Linked DNA regions of Capsicum annuum: region 1 is linked to region 2. Evidence: chromatin contacts called from public Hi-C data. All regions are on one chromosome and are shown on one strand. Each heading gives the region's core, a stretch centred on a gene start, on an enhancer-like site or on the middle of the called end of the contact. The rest is flanking DNA. Distances are from core to core; before and after follow the strand shown. Region 1 holds the start of LOC107843341. Region 2 holds the start of LOC107843325 (dynamin-related protein 3B).

Region 1 (5,011 bases), core at 2,495-4,994, 610 kb after region 2:
CATCACATATTATACTGAGAACTATATCTATCTAGTAGTATTTTGTGTCATGAACAAGGAGTGATGATTCTTTTTGAGTAGTAGAAGTTTAAAATCAATGATAATTCATAAACTTGTGTATTATTTTTGATAGGAACAAAATCATAAAAATAATATTTTTATAATTTATAAGTATGCTCATCATGGATTATGAATGATCGTCTTGGTGAAAACTCTGAAATAATTTTAAGTATGAAAATTATCTGTACAATTGCTATTCAACAGTCTATGTACTATGATTTGTATGAGTTCTCTGATTATTTTTAAAATTTAAGGGTATATGTTTTGCATTATCCAGATGTCTTGAGTTTGATGTTAGGCTTCATAGGTGAAAAAAGGTTTTTTTTAAGCAACAGGTACGATGTGATGACTATAAATATTATCGAGTAGTTTAACATAATATCAAAGGAAGAAAGAAAGTCACTTGTGGTAGTCATATTCAATTTATTGGTCAAAAGTTTGCCAAAAATTTGGATAAAGACATACAAATATCAACTAGGCAAATGCCATTTTATAGTTTTGACTGAAAAATGATAAAAAATATGATTGAGGGTGACTCCTTATATATCATGATTATAAATAGGATGTCAATGAATTTGGTGGAACTGTCAGTAACTCATTTGTCAAAATTAATTTACTAGACAAAATATATTTAAGACTTGGTGAAATTATTGTATTTTTATGTGATGACAGTCTTGATATTGAAGTATGAAAATGAATATTGTTCAAGCATTTACAAGTACTCTTAAGGTTCAAACATATCTCATAAAATACATATTCATCAAATTTTGTAAAAGTTATAAAGAATGATGAGTTACCAGTCACTATATTATTGTCAATCTTGTAAATTTAAAATTTATCGATTATCATTTTAAGCATAGAATATGACAACAATATTAAAGTGTTTGCTAATAAAAAATAAATTATGATTAAAAATTCTATGATAAAGTAATAATTTTATTAAGTTGTTGTCATTTATCAATCTTTGTCATTGCTAATAAAAGTTATTGGTATTCTTTACTCTCTTTTAATTACAACAATAACATACTCAGTGTATTTCCATTAAATTGGGTCTAGGGGTAAAGTGTATGCAGTTCATACCACTACCTTAGATGAAGTAGAGAGGTTGTTTCCAATAAACCCCCAGCTCAGGATAGATAATAGTATAACAAACAAAAAACATAAAAGCAAACAACAAAAAGGAATATCACACCGCTATATAATAAAGGGAACAAGACACCCACAAATAAATACTATAAAGTAGTTATTCAAAATCATAGACATCACTAAAATATTACGAACAAGAGGCTGAGGCTAGGAGGGAATTATTATATAATGAACCCGGTGCAAGCACAGTCGCAGATACAAATAAAGCACTCATCCCTACTATTACAGACATACTTCTACCTACCAACTCTCTACCCTAATCTGCATCCTCCACATCTACCTATCAAGGTTCATGTCCTCTGAAAGTTGTTGCCGTTTCATGTCATGCCTAATCACCTTCCTCTAATATTTCTTTGACCTACCACTATCCCATCAAGAATCTTTCATCGCTAGCCTCTCAAACCTCCGTACTAGAGAATCTGTGTCCTTCTTCATCACATGCTTGAACCATCGCAACCTCACTTCCCGCATCTCGTCCTCCACTAAATCCACTCTCATCATCTTCCGAATAATCTCATTTTTAATTATATTCCTCCTAATAAGTCCACATATCCATAGCAACATCCTCATCTCCGCCACCTTCCAACTTTTTTATGTGAGAGTTCTTAACTGGCCAGTACTTTACTCCTGTAAGACCCTGCAAAATTCTAAGATTAACTCAGTCCGTTAAAGCATGAAAAGAGGTCGCAGACTTAGAAATTTCAGCCAAGTATTTACACTTAGAATTTATTCTAGCTTTCATAAGTTGAAAATCTTATTTCACAACTTTCCCGACCTTTAAATATCGATCTTTAAGTTGATTCATGATCAGTATGTCAATAGGGGTTTCCAAACAAGTTTCAAATTTTTCGAACCTCATTTAGACCTTTTTTGGAATCCCAAAATAGTGAGTCGACACAATGTTGGCACGTCGTATCGCCAATCGCGTCGATAGATAAAATGTTCCTCATCTTAAGGCAAATTCAAGTGAGCCAACGCGATATCGGTGCATCATCGGATATCACGTTGGTAGGTACCCTTGACGCGTCGTGTAGTCTATAGCGTCGCTGGGCACATTTTCAATCTTTTAAACCCGCGTTCAGAGGGGTATTAGGGTCATTTTTCTACCCCTATTTAGCCTAAAAACATGGGATTCATCCCTAATTCAATGATGTTGAAAAGACAAGGTTCCTTGTTTTAAGGAAAAGTGGTTGTCAAGTCTTGAAAAGGTGATGTTGGTAAGTTTTCTCAGAAACAATTTTTGACTTTGTTTTTATAACCCTTTTGGATCTAGTAATCTTTAGAGAAGTTAAGACGTAGGATGAAGAGAAGTTTAAGATGAACACAACATCAACACCTTCAAGAACATAACAACAATACACCACAATAATCACTCCAACGTCCCAACACAAGACAAACTGACGGCCACTTCAAGTAACTTTAGATTTAGACACTTTTTTGTGTTGATGAGGAAGAAACCAACACAAGAAACAAACTAAACAAGTAAAATCTTTTGTAGATCTACAACCAATTTCCGACAAAAATGTTCAAGAAAACACTTTTTGGTAAGAGCTTCCCAAGATTGATTTTGTAAGAACAAAACCTAGCCTTGAGCTTTGATACCAAGTGATACAAGATTAAGTGTGTATCAAGAACAACAAATAACAACAATGTTAGTGAATCGAAAGAGCCTCACACGACTTCACTAGACTTTTAGATTCAACAAGGCAATGTTAACAAGATTTACCAAAAAAGAGATAGAAGCTTGACATATAATATTCATTGATCTAAGAACCCTAACAAGAGAAAGGACCCTAAGACTAATGAATATCAATACCAAGTTCTTACTTGGACCAAGAGGAACTCAAAGCACCCCAAGAACCTAGTTTCTAGCCAAGATACAACACTAGTATAACTCTATTAGTGAGAATCGATTTTGAGCCGCTCCAAATGAGAAAGAGAAGTCAAAATATTACAAGTCTTGTTGTCTTCTATGATATGAGTCAACTAAAAAAAGACTAGCCCTATTACATGGCTTATATAGTCAATTCAAAGGAGGACAAAGACCAAAATATCCTTGGCATTTAAGTGGGTAGGTTTGGGGTGTCTTGGTGGGCCTCTTCACACTTTAATAAGTATAGGCCTTTAGATGGGCTCACAAGGGCCTCACACACGGCCAAGGATGTGAACAAGACTTGGAGTCATTGCAACTCACGTGCTTGGCTTCGTGTGAAAGATCTCGAGCTAGAAATTTCCGTATCACTTATTCCATCACTATGATATAAATGGTAAGATAAGTTATCTCGGAATTAATTAATACCTGCAATCAAACATGAGATAAAATAATTTTTCATTTTATCCAAGATTACTTATTTCTTATATCTCACACCAAACGACCGAGTATAGTCCGAACATTTCAACACTTCGTTTCTGACATGCTATAGTTTGTGTAAAAAAAAATTTAAAAAATAAAAAAGCGTAGAAAACATCAAATGGTACAAGCAACTCACTAAACACCAACCCTAATTAATACTTATCAAAACAAAAAACTACCAAAACAAAAAATGCTTATCAAAATCCTCGTTACTCTCAGCCTTAACCGCCCCCACCCCACACTTTTTTAATTATCTGTCCAAAAAAGCACCGTCACCGTTTTCACTAACGGTGACAACTGTTGTTCTCTTGTATCATCATTCACGGTGTTATTTAGTACAGCCTATTTCTGTTTACCCCACACAAACAAACGCCTTCCTATAATTTTTCTGTGTGTCCACCTTTTAATTGTCCTCCTCAATATTTCTTGTGTGTTTCTTGACTTGTTCACTATTTTTTTTCTCTTTTGTTCTTCATTTTCACATGTGTATTAAGTAAAAGAAATCCTCAAATTAATAGAAAAAAATTGAAGGATGAGGATGGTAAGGGCCATTGATTGTTCAGAGTGTCCTAGTGTCTGTGGGTTCTTGGTTGTTGAAGCTTATCCTAAAAGGTACTCTTCCAAGATCCCTTCTGATTTAGTCCTTTTTTTGGGTCTTGGTTTCATTGATTGGTAATCCAATTATACATTCAATAAATACACAAGTTATATTATATAGTGGAAAAAAAAATAAAGAGTTTTTATGTATGATTTTGGTGAATAAAGATTATGGGTTTTTCAAGATTCTTTGGGGGTCTAGTTTTTCTTGATTTTTCTTCTGACTTTTGACTATTTTGGTATTTGGGTTTTTGAGGGTTTTTGTAGTTATGTGATGAATAAGTAAAAAAGGGTTTTGATGGTGGTGTGAATGTTGTTGTTTTTGTTGTTGTTGGGAGTAGGAAAATGGATGTGTTGTTTTTTGTAAAGATTGATTTTTTTCCAAGAAAGTTGTTGCTTTGGGTAATTAAGAATTGGAGCTAGCATTTAGCAAATAGAGTTGTTTCCTAAGGGAGATAAAATTTGTGAAATGGTAGATACACTTCTTACAACATTGTCAATGGAGAATCATCATCACCCTTTAACACTCTTGTCAATGGATTCAAGTGCTTCTTCTTCACATGAGGAATTAGACCTTGAGATGAATCGCCAAGTTGTTATAACGCGTCCCCCTGATATTAATTTGCCCTTATCAGCTGAGCGTAGCTCGCCTCCTCAACCGTGGAATGATATTCTTGATGTTGGGCTAGGGACACAGATCTATGAGAGTGAAACTTTTCTTAGTGTGCCTAAAGTAGGGAGGAAATGTGTAAAGCGTGTAGATAGTATCTGGGGCGCGTGGTTTTTCTTTAGTTTCTACTTTAAGCCTGTTTTAAGTGAGAAATCTAAGGCTAAGATGATCCGCGATAGTAATGG
Region 2 (4,675 bases), core at 39-2,538:
AGCATTGACTAACATGGATTCAACGCTACAATACAATAAAATTTCAGCAACAACCAAAACAATCAGATAACAATACAATCACACCAAATCAATCATTACACAAAAGGTATAATGCATAAATGTGCCCTTTAACCTGGCTTCAACTTTCATCTATACTCTCCAACTTTGGGTGTGCACAAGTAGACACTTGAACTTATATAACGTTGAACAAGTAGACACATGTGTCCTATTTGGCATCCTACATGACCAATTTGTGTCTGTCATATGGGACACGTGTGTCTACTTGTTCAACTTTATACAAGTCTAAGTGTCTACTTATACACATCCAAAGTTAGAGGTGGTAGATGCAAGCTGAGGCCAAATTAAAGGGCATGTTTATATATTATGCCAAACGTAACTTTTCGTTGTTAACTACCAATGGATAGATAAACGATACCATACAATAAAATTTATACCATACAATAAAATTTATACCATACAATCAAAACAAATACATTTCAACTAACAACACAATACATAGGGTGTTTGGATTGGCTTAGGCTTAAAAAGTACAAATAAAAGCCAAAAAAAGTTGTTTGCTACCTACTTTTGGCATTTAGTTTTTGAGTTATAAGTCACTTAAAAAAGAGCTCATCCAAACCACCTAACAATACAATACAACACAACACGAAAACTCACAGCATTCCAGAAAAATAAAAAAAGCAGCAAAAGGAGAAGAATCTGACCAGAATTTCACGGCGAACAGCATCAAAATCGTAGAACCGTTTGTCCGGAAGGTGACCAAACTCGCCCCATTCAAAACTCTCACTACCAATCCCATCATCACAACACTTCTCAAGCTGAAGAACTAACGGTCTACGAGTACAAATATCACAACCACGCGGTAGAAAATCACGACCAACTAAAGCTTCAAGTACACTCGACTTACCGCTACTCTGACTACCAATCACCGCCACTTGCGGTAGTCGGAGACCGGTAAGACGATTATCGATGTCGCCGAGTGGTGAGAAAATGTCTTGAAGTTTATTGATTAAGGGAATTACTGATGAACCGATGAGCGGAATGTCGCCGTTCGAATTTGAGTTTGATTTCTTCCTCATTGCTTTTGTTTTTTGTTAAATTTTTGCTTTTAAGTGTGAGAGAATTGAGAATGGAGTGTATAGAGAGAGAGGGGAGTGGGAGAGGAAGGTATATAATAAAGTGTTGAAGATTCTTGGAAAAGAATAAAAGCTTGGAAATTGAAAAAGTTTTTATAAAAACTTTTGCATGCTTAACAGGGAAGAAAGGGAATAAAATGGTCCTCTAAGTTTTGGAATTGCGCTCAAAATTGTCCTTATTAAGTGCAGTTTATCTCACGATTAATTCCGGGATATTCTATTTTATTACATTTAAACTGAAATTATTTGATCTCATTTTTTAAGTGAGATAAATTAGTTCATAAATTATAATTTCCGCATAGTATGATTTTTATATCTCGTAATAGTCTTATTAATTTCTGAAGGACTTCGATTAAATTTAAACTTTATTTATTTGTCATCAACCATAATTTTTAAATACTTTTTGTTTTATTTAAAATTTATAAATTTAAAATTATATTTCGTTATATTTTTCCAAAGAATATTTAAAATAGTGTTCAAATGATGATTATTAGTACTTCTATAAATTTTATTGTGCAAAAAAACATGCTGAGTAATAAATCTCTAGAAAAGACAATTTTGGTGTTTATCGTAGAGCTCGATTTAGGATGATACAGATAAAATACTTTGAGACTGATATGTGAAACTAGTTTTGTGAGGTTCACAATGCTCATTGCTTGTTTAACTATTTTTTCGTGATAATTTTTTTTAGCTAAGTAACATACCCTTATAATTTTTTTAACATATAATTGATGCTCAATAATTTTTCATCAGTAACCCAAATCAGCCGTAGTTTGGCATAATTATTATTTGAGAATAATTTGAAGGATAATATCACTTTAAAATACATAATCAAATTTACATCATTCATATTTTTATATGTGTCTCAAAATTTTATTATTCTTTATTTGAAAGTAATTTTACTTTTGTTCATGAATCATTAATGTTTTAATTTTAATCGTAATATTAAAAAAATTTATAAAGTATTTATTTTAATGAAGTAAATTACATTGTATGATAGTAATTATTTTTTTTAAAATGTGATATTTTGTTGTTCTGAATTCCCACTTTATTGGGTTAGCTTGGGTATGCTGCTATTGTTTTTTTTTTATTTGTTTGAAAGTTGACATGCTAGAGTTATTTTCATTTTATGATAACTTTTATATGATTATATCCTTACATTTTTTATAACTGCAAAAACATATTAGAAGTTTTATTATGAATTTTTTAATTATTTTTAGACTTATTAATGCATTTTTTTATAGTTTTTTATTAATATATTGTTTTAATATATTATAAATTAAAAATCTAAATATTAGTGGGCCTTCATAACACATATTTTATGTGTCAAGGCTTCCGTCTCACTCTTTTGAGGCTTACATCTCACTCTATCTCAAGTAAAATATACATTTGATGCCCCCATTTTTTTAAAAGTAAAACTTATATAAATTCCAACAATTTTATCCCTAATATTCTGTATTATACTTTTTTGTTAAATTATAAATAATTCTTTATTTTGTAATTTTTGGATACATAATTAATCATGTCTTTTGATACTAATTCCCTATTTTTCTGGCCGAGAAAAGTAGTATTCCTGGTTTGTCTGCTCCTTCACCTTTTCTCCTCTTCCTTTTAAGCTTTTACTTGAGATACTTTTTGTTGGCAAGCCTGGATATTTTTTCTTTTTTAATGAATATATTATCTTGAGTTCTATTGGAAACCACCACTTTAAATCTTCGGAAATAATCATATGAACTACGTATATTTTGCCCTCTCTAGATCCCATTAGGTGGGAGTACATTGGGTATGATGTTGTAGTTAGCATTTGGATAAATAATTTTAAAGTTGAGATACATAATTTTGAATTTAATAATGTAACAATTAATTATTTTATTTTTGCTCGAATACTTAATTAGCATCCGAATACATAACTTTGAAGTTGAGATATATAATTTTGATTAATGCGATACATTGAAATTATTTGATAAAAATACATAATACATTAACTAGACCAAAGAAAGATACACAATTAAAATAATTAAAATTATGTATTCGAAAATTTATGAGTTTGTGGATATATTCGGTTGCTTTACAAAAGGGATTTAGATAATTAATAAAAAGGGTAAAAATTTTATTTAATTTAATAAAAATAAATTGTGGTGTTATATAATTTTTTTTCTTTTTAAAATTTTACTAGGAATAATTAATAACCAGAAACAATTAAGTTTAAATAAAATAGACAAACTTAAATATGTGGCAAAAATTCAAAAAAAGAAAAAAGTAAAAAAGAGAAATGCTTGGGTTGTACGGGACTCCAAATTTGGAGTCAAATCAGATCCATTAAGCCCCAATTTTCATTTTCCGGCCAATTCCGCTCGATCTAGCTATGCTAGGAAAGAGTATATGCAGTGGATGGCGCCCCTTTCTTGTTCTATGTTTGTCTTTCTTTATTGTTTTTCTTCATATTATGTCAGGTGAATAATGCCCACTTAGTTTCCCTATTTCACTATAGAATAGATGAAACTATATTTTAACTGAGTTTAAGTTTTCGTTACCCATTTTTTTAACTGCAGGTCAAGTTTAGTGTAGAATATTGTGTATAGTGATAGTGCACAAAATTTAAATTCTGTTTTAATACACTCTTTGTTTTTAAAATTGAAGAGTCAATAGAACTTACTGGTTAAAATTGTTTACTTTGCAGTTTTAGAACTACGGCAGCATTCTGCTGAAGAAGTTCCACAAAGGAAACAATACAAGAAGTTTGATCATCTGGTTTTTGGACCTGCTGCAGGCGAAGGGTTGTCTGATCGTCTACAGTGCGAAGGTTTACATCTTTTTGCATCGATATTTGAAAGTCCTATTAAATTTCTCTGTTATTATTTGCTGTCTTATTCTTCGACTATCATATTATTTTGTTGTATTTACATTTACTGTTACTATTTGTTGTTTTTGTATTTTTATTACTTCTTTTTCTGCCCTGTTTTGGACTACATTTTCCCTTGAGCTGAGGGTCTATCGGAAACAGATCCCACTTTGTGGGATTATTCTAGGTATGTTGTTGTTGTTGTTTTGATAGCAGTGGTGTTCGGATAACTTTGTCCACCAAAGCTGCAACAAATAGGAAGAAATCACCTAATGTATTTGTCTCTGTTAGGATTTGGACATGAGACCTCATGGTGTTCAACTCACTTCATTGACCACTAGGTGTGCACCGTAGGTGCAAATTTCTATGTAGTTTCCTCTTAGAACATTTAGAAACTTGTGAAATGGTGTGCTTGTAATCGTATGTCTCATGAAGAACTAGTTATGTTACTCAAAATTTTACTGAGAAGCTCTAATTGCCATATATGTGTCAATTTTAATAATTCTAGCTCAAGACAACCTCCTTCCGATTTCGATGTTATTCAAACTCTCTTAAGGTGCATTTCTGGATTGCAGTTGCATCAAATGCATATTCGGGTTTGCGCAAATCTAAATTAGTAGTGTTTCTACCATCTTGCATATATTCATGCATATAGTTTAAAGATTGGTAAATTTCC

What was found. A called contact is a pair of places that touch in the nucleus more often than the background predicts.
Region 1: a Hi-C map of leaf shows a contact between it and region 2, with 4 times the contacts expected there. The contact joins the promoter of LOC107843341 here to the promoter of LOC107843325 in region 2. A contact is called at or near these places in 2 of 5 Hi-C or Micro-C datasets (leaf and placenta).

The regions. Positions count from the first base shown.
Region 1 is chr10:172,319,993-172,325,003 of UCD10Xv1.1, forward strand. LOC107843341 reads left to right here and starts at 3,745. Exons shown (of 1, transcript XM_016687580.2): 1 at 3,745-5,011. The coding sequence starts at 4,626.
Region 2 is chr10:171,716,255-171,720,929 of UCD10Xv1.1, forward strand. LOC107843325 (dynamin-related protein 3B) reads right to left here and starts at 1,289. Exons shown (of 4, transcript XM_016687562.2): 1 at 726-1,289. The coding sequence starts at 1,100. It overlaps LOC124888061, which reads left to right and starts at 3,396. Exons shown (of 4, transcript XM_047398263.1): 1 at 3,396-3,610; 2 at 3,838-3,960. The coding sequence starts at 3,523.